Linked DNA regions of Anser cygnoides: region 2 is linked to region 1. The links are chromatin contacts, called in public Hi-C maps. All regions are on one chromosome and are shown on one strand. The core of a region is the stretch at or near the end of the contact, and the rest is flanking DNA. Distances in the headings are between cores, read along the strand shown.

Region 1 (2,950 bases), core at 185-2,684:
TTTTTTCTTAATGGTGCTAAAAATAGCGCCGTCATTTTAATTTCCTGACAGCAGGATTTGGTTTCCAGCCAAGCAAGGGAGCATTAGAAAAAATGTGTTCTTTTGTAGCTAAATTCCCTTTAAACCAGAAGCCATGAAAATAAGGCTGCTCGTAATAGTTCTTACAAATCTTCCCCTTCTCTCCCTTCCCCTACAGAAGAAAAATGTTCCAAAGTTGTTTTGCTTTTTTTTTTTTATCGGTGAGAAAATGAGCGACGGTGGCTGCTGTTGCAGTGTCTGGAGAGGACGGTATTGACAGATTTCTTAACAGATTTCTTAATGTGTGGCGTTGACTGGCTTCAAAAATCCTCTTTGGTGGCAAATTACCTAAAATCCCAAAGGCAGTACCTAAAGTCCCTCAGGTAAAGGGGTCCTGGGCAAGGGAGGAGAGGCAAAACCCAGAAAGATGCTGAAGGTCTTGGTGGACGTAGGGCAAGAGAGGAGCTTGATGTTTAGCGTAACTGGATATTTTAGTGTTTGGGGGACAGATGCTATGGAGAATTATTTAACCAGGGGGACAGGGAGTGGCTTTGGAGGCACTCGTGCTCATCCCTTCTGAAAACGGGTGTAAATTCAACGTTTGCACGTCAGCCCGTGTGCCGAGAAGATCCAATTACAAGATTAAACCCGACTCCGGGATGAGATTTTCCTGGGGAACTCAGAACCAAAGAAAACGGGGGACGATTTCACGGGCTCCGCTCAGGGCCGGCCGAGCCGCTCCGTGACAGGGACCGCGACGGGGCGGTGGCAGCCGCCCGCGCTCCTCACACCGCCTGCGGCCGGGCCTCGCCGCCCGGCAACTACAACTCCCGGCGGCCCCCGCGCCGCGCGCACACCCCCAGCGGCTCATTGGCTGAGGCGGCGCACCAATCCGGAGGCGCCGCCGGGCCGGGCCGGCCAATGGGGATGCTGTTGCTAACACGCCGCAGTTATTTTTAGCACGGGGGCCGCTCGCGCACCTTGCGGGCCCTTCGCCGCCTCCGCCGCGGCCGGGCCGGCCCTACGCTGGGGGCGGAGGCGCACGGCTGTGAGGTGGCTAAATAGTCCGCGGAGCCGGGGTGGGGGGGTGGAGGCGCGGGGGCGGCTCCAGCGGCTCGGCCTCGTCCCCTCAGGGGACGGTGGTGATCCCTGAGGGGGCTCCGGGCAGGGCAGGGGCCGGGCTAAGCCGCGGGTCAATCCTCCCCCCCTCCCCCCGCTGCCGCTTGAGCCACGCTCAGTCCCCTCCTGGAAGAAATAACAAATAAATAAATAAATAGATAGATAGATATATAAATAAATAAAGTGGTGGAGGAAGGGAAAAAAGACAGACACGGAGCGCCCCCCCCCAGCCCCGTGAGGCGCGGAGGGGCGGAGGCAGCGGGAAGTAGTCCCGGCCCGCCCCCCGGGGCCGCATCACGCGGGGCGCAGCGCGGATCCGTGCGCGGGGTTGCTAAGGGTGAAAGTTTGCCGTGAGTTGGCTCACTTGGGGCCAGGGCGCGGGCGGCTCCGGGCCGAGGCGAGGCCAGGCCGGCGGCGGCGCAGGGCAGCGGTACCCGCACCTCACCTCCCGGCCGTCCCCCGGCACCCCTCCGGGCCGCAGCCCCGCGGAGGAAGGACCCCGCCCCGCGGAGGGAGCCGCAGGACAGCGCCGGGCAGGGAGAAGGCGAGGGACGGGGCAGGGACCCGCACGCAGCGCCCGGGCTCCCCCCCAGCAGCGCCCGGAGCCGAGGACGAAGTAAGTGGGGGCTGGGGGGGCCCCTTTGTGGGCTGCGCTGGGGGCTGCTCCCCTCACCCCCGGGCGGCCAGCGGGGCTTGGGGGGGGGGGGGGTGAAAGTCACCAGTGTCGGGGCTCCCCCCGTCCCTACACCCCCTTATGCCCATCCCCGCTGTAACAAAGGCGCCTTAACGGGGGGGGGGGGCAGCCCTGCTGCGGGGCTCTGCAGCTGCTGGGGGGCAAACAGCGGCTGCCCCCCGTCCTTGGGCCGTGCCCGGCCGGGGGCTCCGGGCCCTGGCGGAGGGGAAGAAGGAGGAGGAGGAGGAGGAGGGAGGGGAGAGGGGGGCGGCGGCTGCCCGGCGGCCCCCGGCGCCGCGCTGCGGGGCGGGTGCGGGCGGGGCGCATGTGCCGTGGAAAATTTTGCGCCCTGCCCCGCCGAGGCAGAGCCGGGGCGGCGGGCCGGGCCCCCCGCGCGGGGCACGCCGGGAGCCGTAGTTCGGAGGGGAAGTAGGTCACGGGGAGCGGGGCGGGGCGGGGGGTGCGCGCGGACTACAAGTCCCAGCGTGCCTCGCGGCCGGTGGGAGGCGCCGCGGCTGGGTCACCGCTAATGGCCGCCGGGTGTCCCCCCTGAGGGGGCGGGCGGGCAGGGGGGCACGGCGGGTGTCATTAGGCCGATTAACCCCTTCTCGTCACGCTTAACTTACAGAGTGTGCCTCTTTTAGACAGGGGGAGGACTCCTTGACAAAAGGAGAAGGAGAGGAGGCAGCGAGCTGTAGTTGTCTCCTTGCTGCCTTGTGCAGAAGGTCGATGAGGATGGGGACCCTCAAAGTGCACTGAGGCGTTTGTGTTGCTATTAGGGTGGTGACAAACACGGCTTCGTGCCATTCTCAGCCTGCAAATTCTCATTTCTTACTAAATTTGGGGTCAGGATTAGGATTTACCACACAAGATGAGCAAACTGGCTGTTCCCTTCCCTCATAATTTGCTGGGATCCCAAGCTGTCTGCTCCCCCAGGTGCCTCAAAGCCAAAGGTCCAGCGTGGTATCACACAACCCCCCCTTGAGGTAGCACAGGCCTTACAAGTGCTCTTTAACACTTACAGAGGGGCTCTTCGGGGTTTTGCCTGATGTCGTTTTCTGCAGAAAGGGCTTTGTCTCGGCACTGACACTCCTCCCTTCTGAAAATGGCACCTCCTTGCTGGGCCCTGCAAAAACTCGT
Region 2 (2,950 bases), core at 136-2,635, 560 kb before region 1:
GCCTGGTGGGCTTCCGCCTGCCCCAGCAGCCGGGAGGGAAGGGCTGAAGCGGCCGCCGTGCGCCTGCCGTCGGTTCCCCAATAAACGTGCCCCGGTAGGGGAGCCGCCGAGGCCCTGCTGGCTTGTGTTTCTTGGAGGTTTTCAGTCAGCGGGTGTGGGGTGAAAGGGGAGCAAGAGGGGATCCCCTCCCGGTGGTTATCGAGTGTATCCGACCTGCCTCTTCGTCTGGGTGTCCGGTGTGACAGGCAGCCTCAGGGAATGAAGGGGTTACCTATAATAGAAAACTAGGCTAAAAACCTCACTGTCCAGCTATCGTAAGGCAGTTAAAACTTTCTTTTCTTCCCCTAAATCTGTAGGTGAAGGGATTTGCCCATTTTCTGTAGGGTTTTCCTGCCATGTTCTGTACATTGGGAATTTTCCAATGGAAAAGGAAAAGCCCGATTTCCAATTCCAATTCCCAAAGGAAAGGCCCTTTCTTTGGGGCATTAGAAGGTTCTTGTGAGTGCTGCTGTACTACTTCCTCACCTTGAAGATTTTCATCCGTGGCAATGACCTAGTGATAATGACTCAGAATACTGCTTCCTAGTGAACTGCAAATTTCTGAATGTCTTGAAGTGGTTGGCTCAGACTAGGCCTTTTGTGCCTGTTTCACTGTGAATCTTGGAGAAGCTTCCTTAAGCAGTGAAGTGATGCCTGTCAGTAACACCAGATGTGTAAGTCAGACGACAGTGAGTTACAGTCCAAGCGATAATGCTGTTTTCTTGTCCTGCGACCTGGAACAGCAAGCTTCTTTTTATAAGGAAAGAAACATTGGTTTCAGTTGTCAGAAGAGGCTTGTTCTGTGCCAGATGCTTAAGAAACCTGTACCAAGGGTGACTTACAACGGCTGTAAATGCGAGGCTGGGCTGTAATTGCGGGAGGAGCTTAATAAAGAACGACCAACAAAAGAGCGCTTGGCTGGGCTTTGCCGGGAGGGAAGACAAAGCGTGCTGTCAGAAACGCGCTGCGAGCCAAACCGCTTCCCCTCAACGCGTGCCCTCGCTCGCCTCTCCCCTTAGTTAACACCAGCCCAGCCCCGGGGCAGCGGGCGGGCGGAGCAGCCCCTCAGGCCCGGGGCGCTGGGGCCAGCAGAGGCCGGCAGGGACGCGAGGCGCCCGGCCGCCCGCAGCGCTGCCCCCTAAGATGGCGGCGGGCCGCGGGGGGAGGCTCCGGGGCGCCCAGAGCGGTCCTCGCGTCACAGCGGCTCCGCGGGGCCCCCCCGCCAATCACCGCGCCGCGCGTCGCGGCCAATGGCTGGGCGCCGAGCGCCGGCCGCGCTGACGTTGGCGGGGAGGTGGGAGGCGAGGAGGAGGAGGGCGCGTGCGCGCGGGTTTCCGTTAGCGCCGGCGCGCGCGCGCGTGGCAGGCGGGAGGAGCGGCGGGGGGAGGGGAGGCGGCGGCGGCACCGAGCCGGGCGCGGGGCAGAGGCTCCCCCGCTCCGCCCTCAGCGTCAGCGCCCGCTGCTCTCGCTGCACCTCCGCGTCCCCCCCGTGCCCTCGGCGGGGAAGCGGGGCTCCGCCCGGGCCCGCACCGTGACGCGTAGGGGGAGGGCCTCGGGCCGCGCCGGGCCTCGGGCCTTGTAGGCCGCAGTCGGCGTGAGGCGGCCGGGCCGGGCCGGGCCCCCCCCGCGCTCAAGATGTCGGCGCAGGCCCAGATGCGCGCCATGCTGGACCAGCTCATGGGCACGTCCCGGGACGGTAAGCGCCCCCCGGCCGGGGCCGCGCTCGGAGCCGGGGCGGGGGCCGGGAGGGGGCCCGACGAGCCGCCGCCGTTGTCCGCCCGCTCGCCCGCCCTAGGAGCGGGCCCGGGGCCCCGCGGGGACGATGCGGCCGCCGGGGGCCGCCGCCGCTCTTGAGGCCCAGCCCGGCCGCCGAGCGCTGCCCGCGGGGCCCCCGGAGAAGCGGAACCGCGCCGCGGCAGGGCCCGGCCGCGTGGCTCGGCCCCGCGGGGAGCAGCGGGCAGCCGCGGCCGGGCGGGGGGGCGCGGGCAGAACAGCCCCAGCCCCCCCCCCCCCTTTGGCGGAGCAGGGCGCTCGTGTCACTGTAGTCTGAAGTCTGACCCAAACCATCATTTCTGCCGGCTGGGTGGGTCTGCCTGCTGCTCTCTGAAAGAGAGGGTTTAGTCGCTCCCAGCGGATGAACTCCCCCTATTTTTTTTTTCCCCTTTGTTAAAGAAAATCACGTTTTAACACCTAGAGGCAGTAATCCTGAGACAGAGAGACACGGTAGTTACAATCAGGCTTCTGATCACTTTGCGGTCACATCGTGAAATAGAAAATTATCACTGCGTACAGGTTCTCAGATTTATTTTTTTTTTCACGCTCCACAGTGATGTTTGAACGGCAGTGATCCGTAAGTGTAGGTAGTGTGGCGACTGCTAGGGAAGGGGAGGCCCTGGTGTGATGTGTAGTATCTCATTTATGAACAAGAGAATGCTGCCCCTGAGGGTAGACTGTGGTTACAGATGATTTTAGTGTTCTGCATGTTGTACTCACTCTCGCAGGTATGCTACGTGTTTGTTGAAGCTTCGTGATTTATTAATGATTATCTGTGTTCCCATGCACTGGGTAGGATATATGAACTGGGATTTACTTTGCACGTGCCGGTCATCTCTTGGAACCAGGGCAATATGATCTTTTCAGCTTTTTTGATAGGGTTTGGAATTTTAAATAAATGTAACAAGTTTTCACGTACCCAGGATATCATGAATGCTTCCTGCTACGTGCTTACAGCTGTTCTAAACAGGGGCACGATAACCTCATAGGAAATTTACTATTATGCAGAGGTTGCCTTCGAGAGCAAGGCTGGTTAGCGAGTAGTCAGTGTGCAGGATCTGACTTGGAGTGATTTTTTTGTCTCATCCCAGAAGATTTTGAATGCTTCCTGTTGTGGTGTGAGTGCTCAGCTTGGCCA

The links. Hi-C and Micro-C count contacts between places; a contact is called where the count stands out from the background.
Region 2: a contact with region 1 is called in a Hi-C map of liver, with 1.9 times the contacts expected there. The contact joins the promoter of LUC7L2 here to the promoter of TOB2 in region 1. A contact is called at or near these places in 2 of 7 Hi-C or Micro-C datasets (both in liver).

What each region holds. Positions count from the first base shown.
Region 1 is chr1:43,953,263-43,956,212 of Taihu_goose_T2T_genome, reverse strand. It overlaps TOB2 (transducer of ERBB2, 2), which reads left to right and starts at 1,434. Exons shown (of 2, transcript XM_048078792.2): 1 at 1,434-1,753.
Region 2 is chr1:44,509,526-44,512,475 of Taihu_goose_T2T_genome, reverse strand. LUC7L2 (LUC7 like 2, pre-mRNA splicing factor) reads left to right here and starts at 1,385. Exons shown (of 10, transcript XM_048078893.2): 1 at 1,385-1,735. The coding sequence starts at 1,675. FMC1 (formation of mitochondrial complex V assembly factor 1 homolog) reads left to right here. Exons shown (of 2, transcript XM_048078896.2): 2 at 1-111. The coding sequence ends at 47.